Regions from separate parts of the Macaca mulatta genome. Here region 2 is linked to region 1. Evidence: chromatin contacts called from public Hi-C data. All regions are on one chromosome and are shown on one strand. Each heading gives the region's core, a stretch centred on a gene start, on an enhancer-like site or on the middle of the called end of the contact. The rest is flanking DNA. Distances are from core to core; before and after follow the strand shown. Region 1 overlaps CLMP (CXADR like membrane protein). Region 2 has its middle 61 kb from the start of CLMP.

Evidence for each region. A called contact is a pair of places that touch in the nucleus more often than the background predicts.
Region 2: a contact with region 1 is called in a Hi-C map of fetal cortex germinal zone, with 2.7 times the contacts expected there. The contact joins two enhancer-like sites. A contact is called at or near these places in 8 of 14 Hi-C or Micro-C datasets (CD4 T cells, blood, cortical neurons and 4 more).

What each region holds. Positions count from the first base shown.
Region 1 is chr14:123,706,085-123,708,784 of T2T-MMU8v2.0, forward strand. All of the region lies in intron 1 of CLMP (CXADR like membrane protein), which reads right to left. Among named protein-coding and RNA genes, the nearest start is that of HSPA8, 41 kb to the left of the region's middle. Within about 2 kb of position 1,312, at least 12 of the 40 cell types and tissues checked have an H3K27ac peak or open chromatin away from gene starts, as enhancers often do. A contact at or near this core is called in fetal cortex germinal zone, where this site is marked.
Region 2 is chr14:123,859,734-123,862,433 of T2T-MMU8v2.0, forward strand. No RefSeq gene overlaps it. Among named protein-coding and RNA genes, the nearest start is that of CLMP, 61 kb to the left of the region's middle. Within about 2 kb of position 1,403, at least 4 of the 40 cell types and tissues checked have an H3K27ac peak or open chromatin away from gene starts, as enhancers often do. A contact at or near this core is called in fetal cortex germinal zone, where this site is marked.

The DNA of each region.
Region 1 (2,700 bases), core at 62-2,561:
CCACTATTGTAGAACCTCAGATTGGCCCTTGGAGCTATCTTTCCAGGTTTTTTTTTCTTTTCTTTTCTTTTCTTTTCTTTTGACAGAGTGTCTCTCTGTCGCCAGGCTGGAGTGCAGTGGCACGATTTTGGCTCAGTGCAGCCTCCGATTCCCTGGTTCAAGCGATTCTCCTGCCTCAGCCTCCCAAGTAACTAGGACTACAGGCACAAGCCATCACACGCAGCTAATTTTTGTATTTTTAGTAGAAACAGGGTTTTACCATGTTGGACAAGATGGTCTCAATCTCTTGACCTTGTGATATCTGCCCACTTCAGCCTCCCAAAGTGATGCGATTACAGGCGAGGGCCACCGTGCCCAGCCAGGTTTTTTTTTGTTTTTTTTTTTTTGTTTTTTTGAGACAGTCTTGCTCTGTCACCCAGGCTGGAGCGCAGTGGCGCAATCTCCTCTCACTGCAACCTCTGCCTCCCAGGTTCCAGTGATTCTCCTGCCTTAGCCTCCCAAGTAGCTAGGATTACTGGCATGTGCCAACGTGCCTTTTTTTTTTTTTTTTTTTTTTTGTATTTTTAGTAGAGACAGGATTTCACCATGTTGGTCAGGCTGGTCTCGAACTCTTGGCCTCAAGTGATCCAACAGCCTCAGCCTCCCAAAGTGCTGGAATTACAGGTGTGAGCTACCATGCCCAGCCTCCTCCTGCCCAGTTTTATGTGGCTTCCAGGATATCTGGTTCTCCCATTATCCTGTAAGCTCCTTGAGATCAAGTACCATTCATTACTGCCTTCCCATAGTACTCAGCCCAGGGTCTCACACTGCAAGTGTTCAATTAATATTTGTTGAATTTATTTGAGTGTAACCCACATGCTCATTTTTACCAATGAACAAACTAAGACCCAGGGGTAAAAGAGACAGCGCAAGGTCCTACAACTCGTTTAGTGGCAGAAATAATCCATATAATAACCCATCCTCCCAGAATTACAATAAAGCAGCTTTAGAACAGCTGGGAAATTCACTGGTTTGCACTATACTAAGCTAAGCTTTGTAAGAAGGAGCTTTGTAAGAACGAGCTCTGGCTTAACCCTGATCACTTTCCACTGGACACAAAAATGCTCAAATGAAACCAGTGCCCTACACTCCAGGCAGAGCTAGAGAACCCAGCACCAATTTAGTGCATACAATAGATACTTAAACATTCAATAACAAATGCCAAAAGCCAGCTACAAAAGTTGCCAATTTAAGCCACTAGAGGGAATCAAAGGCTCAGATTCGGTTGATGTCCCAAAAAGACCGGAACATTGTGGTGGGTGTGCTTTGACAGTCAGCCAAGTCCTATTTATACCATATCCAGAATTAAATACAGCAGTGCAGGGAGGAGCCCCTCGGTGAATACAAATGGCTTTATCAAGGCAGGGAGCCACGAGATCGGGGCGCATACACTTCTAGTCTTCCTTGAACTTCAGTTGGTTAGACTCCAGGAGGCCACTGCGATTTCTACAGATTTCTAAGGTCCTTCTCCTTCTGTCCTTTTCTTTCTTTCTTTCTTTCTTTCTTTCTTTCTTTCTTTCTTTCTTTCTTTCTTTCTTTCTTTCTTTCTTTCTTTCTTTCTTTCTTCCTTCCTTCCTTCCTTCCTTCCTTCCTTCCTTCCTTCCTTCCTTCCTTCCTTCCTTCCTTTCTTTCTTTCCTCCTTTCTTCCTTTCTTTCCTTTCTTTCCTTTCTTTCTTTCTTTCTTTTTCACATTAAATCTTTTACATTTTTTCACATTGCCCAAAGGATCTTCTGTACTTTTTTTTTTCTTTTTTTTTTTTTTTTTTGAGACGGAGTCTCACTCTGTCGCCGGGGCTGGAGTACAGTGGCCGGATCTCAGCTCACTGCAAGCTCCGCCTCCCGGGTTTACGTCATTCTCCTGCCTCAGCCTCCCGAGTAGCTGGGACTACAGGCGCCCGCCACCTCGCCCGGCTAGTTTTTTGTATTTTTTTAGTAGAGACGGGGTTTCACTGTGTTAGCCAGGATGGTCTCGATCTCCTGGCCTCGTAATCCGCCCGTCTCGGCCTCCCAAAGTGCTGGGATTACAGGCTTGAGCCACCGCGCCCGGCCTTTTTTTTCTTTTTTTAACCCACCTAAGCAGAGAGGGGCCTGGGTTCTCTCTCTTTTTTTTTTTTTTAAGACAGAGTCTCACTCTGTTGCCCAGGCTAGAGTGCAGTCGCGCAATCTCGGCTCACTGCAACCTCTGCCTCCCAGGTTCAACTGATTCTTGTGCCTCAGCCTCCTGAGTAGCGGGGATTATAGGCGTGCGCCACTATGCCTGGCTAATTTTTGTATTTTTAGTAGAGACAGGGTTTCACCGTGTTGACCAGGCTGGTTTCAAACTCCTGACCTCAGGTGATCAGCCCGCCTCAGCTCCTTAAGTGGGAGCTTTTGCATGCACCTCAGGCACTTATCAAAGGACCTCTGGGAGCTTGAGACAATTACCTTCTGGGCCTTAATGTTTCCATCTGCAAAATGGGAATTAAAGAAGACACTGAGGAAAGCAGCTAGCACCGTGAAAGCACATAGTAGTCTCCCACTAAAGTGTTAGTTCTCTTCCCCTGCTCATCTCTGCTAGAAGGGACTTTTTCTCAGATGACTGTTGCCTACAGTCAGTTAAGACTAAAGTTTTATCCTCTAAAAGGTATTTACATCTTCCTTCCTTCCTTCCTTCCTTCCTTC
Region 2 (2,700 bases), core at 153-2,652, 150 kb after region 1:
TCAGGAGTAGCTGGGTCTATAGGAATGCACCACCCCACCTGGCTAAGTTTTAAATTTTTTTGTAGAGATAGGGTCTTGCTGTGTTGACCAGGCTGGTCTCAAACTTTTTGGCTTCAAGCAACCCTCCCACCTTGGCCTCTCAAAGCGCTGGGATTACAGGTGTGAGCCACCACGCTGCGGGGGCTTTGGTCTGTTTCTGCCTAACAATTCTGCATTGCCTATGTGTGGCAAGGGAAAATAATGATAATTGGTGAGGTGTGTCTGGGAACGTGAGGATGGGAATGCAGGCCAAGGGCATGGGCAGAGCTTTCTGGACAGATGAAATTAAGCTGAGTGGGTGCCTGTGAATGTGTTGCAGGCAGAATGGTATGGTTGGTAAAGGCAACCCAAGGATTTGGAAATGAAGACTTGTTTGAGACCCAGGTCTGCCACTTAATAGCTATGTGGCTTGGCAAGTGATTTAAGCTCTCTTCCTCGGTTATTTGATCTGTTAAATGGAGACATAACTATTTGACTACGTTGTTATGAAGATTAAACAAGTCCCCATATCGGAAAGTACCAAGTAGTGATTGTCTCAAATATGGAAACTTCACTCTGGTGGTTCCTGCCCCTTCCATCTAGATCCTCAATCTCTTTTCATATCTGTCTTTTCCTCTAAACAATGATTTTTTTTTTTTTTTTTTGAGACGAAGTCTTACTCTGTTACCCAGGCTAGAATGCAGTGGTGCAATCTTGGCTCACTGCAACCTCTGCCTCTGGGTTCAAGTGATTCTTCTGCCTCAGCCTCCTGAGTAGCTAGAATTACAGGCACCCGCCACCACGCCCAGCTAATTTTTGTATTTTTAGTACAGACGGGGTTTCACCATGTGGGCCAGGCTGATCTCAAACTCCTGACCTCAAGTGATCCGCCTGCCTCAGCCTCCCAAAGCGCTGGGATTACAGGCGTGAGCCCCCGTGCCTGGCCTCCCCTGTTCTTTGACTTTGACCCTTGTTCTGGCCCAGGCAGGTCTGAGTCTGTGGGTAAAGCTCCAGCTAGATACAGATTTATTCAGGGAATTGGAAGGCAGAGAAAACAGTTGGTGGGAGATGGGCCATCAGTGGCTTTAGCTTAAAGGGGTTAAGGAGAGCAAAAGCCACCAATGTTCCTGTCTCTGCCAAATATCTCTCAGGAAAGTGGTGAATTCTTGCTTGAGTCTCAAATTTTGTACTAATGAGAGGGGCCTGTTTTACCCAGAGTTATATAACCTCTGCTTTTTATCCTGGTATTATTCACTTCCAAGTCTGTCACTACCACAGGACTTTTGGCTGAAAACTATCAAAGAAACCATGATGGATTAGGACCTATTGGGTGAAGGGTGTGAGCGTTGTGTGTGGGGCTTGGCAGAGGAGAACACAGGGCCTCGGGCTGGCTGTCGTTGCCATGACAACTGCAGGAACTCTTACTCCACCCATTTGAAATGTCCTGACTCTTGGAATGAAAGGCAGTTAATTGAAGGGTTTCACCTAACATCTGCGCAATTGCAGTGGTTATCTGAGCAAGTTGGAAGGGAGTCAAAATGAGGTCTCAGAGGAACTTAGGCCTGAGACATCTCAGAATATGCATTTTCTAGTGGATTTGAGTGAGAGGATAGAAAGACTGGGGGTGGGAGTGCCTTCGGAGGGTACAAAGTGATAAAAGGGATCACTTCAGATCAAGAGTTTGAGACCAGCCTGGCCAACGTGACAAAACTCCATCTCTACTAAAAATACACACACAAAGAAATTAGCAGGGCATGGTGGTGTGTGCTTGTAATCCCAGCTAGCTGGGAGGCAGAGGTTGCAGTGAGCTGAGATCGTGCCACTGCACTCCAGCCTGGGCAACAGAGAGCCAGACTCTGTCTCCAAAAAACAAAACAAAAAAAAAAAAACTAAGGGCAGGAGAGCAGAGATTGGATGTGAGAAATAGCTTTACGAGGCAGAAGGAGCTGAACTTGTTAATGAATTGGAAGTATGGGGTAAGGCGAGAGTGACCAGATTTCCCATTAGGGCAGCAGCATGCATCGTGGCCTCCATGAAGTTCCCACTAAGATTGGGAAGTGATCCGCATTCCCACAGGAGAGAAGCAGGCTGGGGAAGATGGAAGAGGATCTCCACTTTGCACAGGCTGAGGTCTCAGTGCAAAACCTGGGCACAAAGCCACCCATTTCAATTCTGCTTTTTCATGTTGAACTGAAGAGAGTCATCCTCCTAGTCCCCATCCTGGCTCACAAGAGGAATCGAACTGAAATGAAGGGGGAAACGATTTTATTCATCAGAGTCTCATAATGTTGAAAAATCTCTAGTCTGATCACGAGGCCTCTCCATCTAAATCGACAGCAGGGTTAAATTCATCCCTGTGAGCTGGCCTGCCCAGAGGCCCTGGAAAGAAACATCAACCACTGGCTGGGCCTGGTGGCTCACGCCTGTAATCCCAGCACTTTGGGAGGCCGAGGCTGGCGGATCACCTGAGGTCAGGAGTTCGAGACCAGCCTGACCAACATGGAGAAATCCTGTCTCTACTAAAAATACAAAATTAGCCAGGTGTGGTGGCACATGCCTGTAATCCCAGCTACTGGGGAGGCTGAGGCAGGAGAATCGTTAGAACCTGGGAGGCGGAGCTTGCGGTGAGCCAAGATTGTGTCACTGCACTCCAGCCTGGGCGACAGAGGAAGACTCCATCTC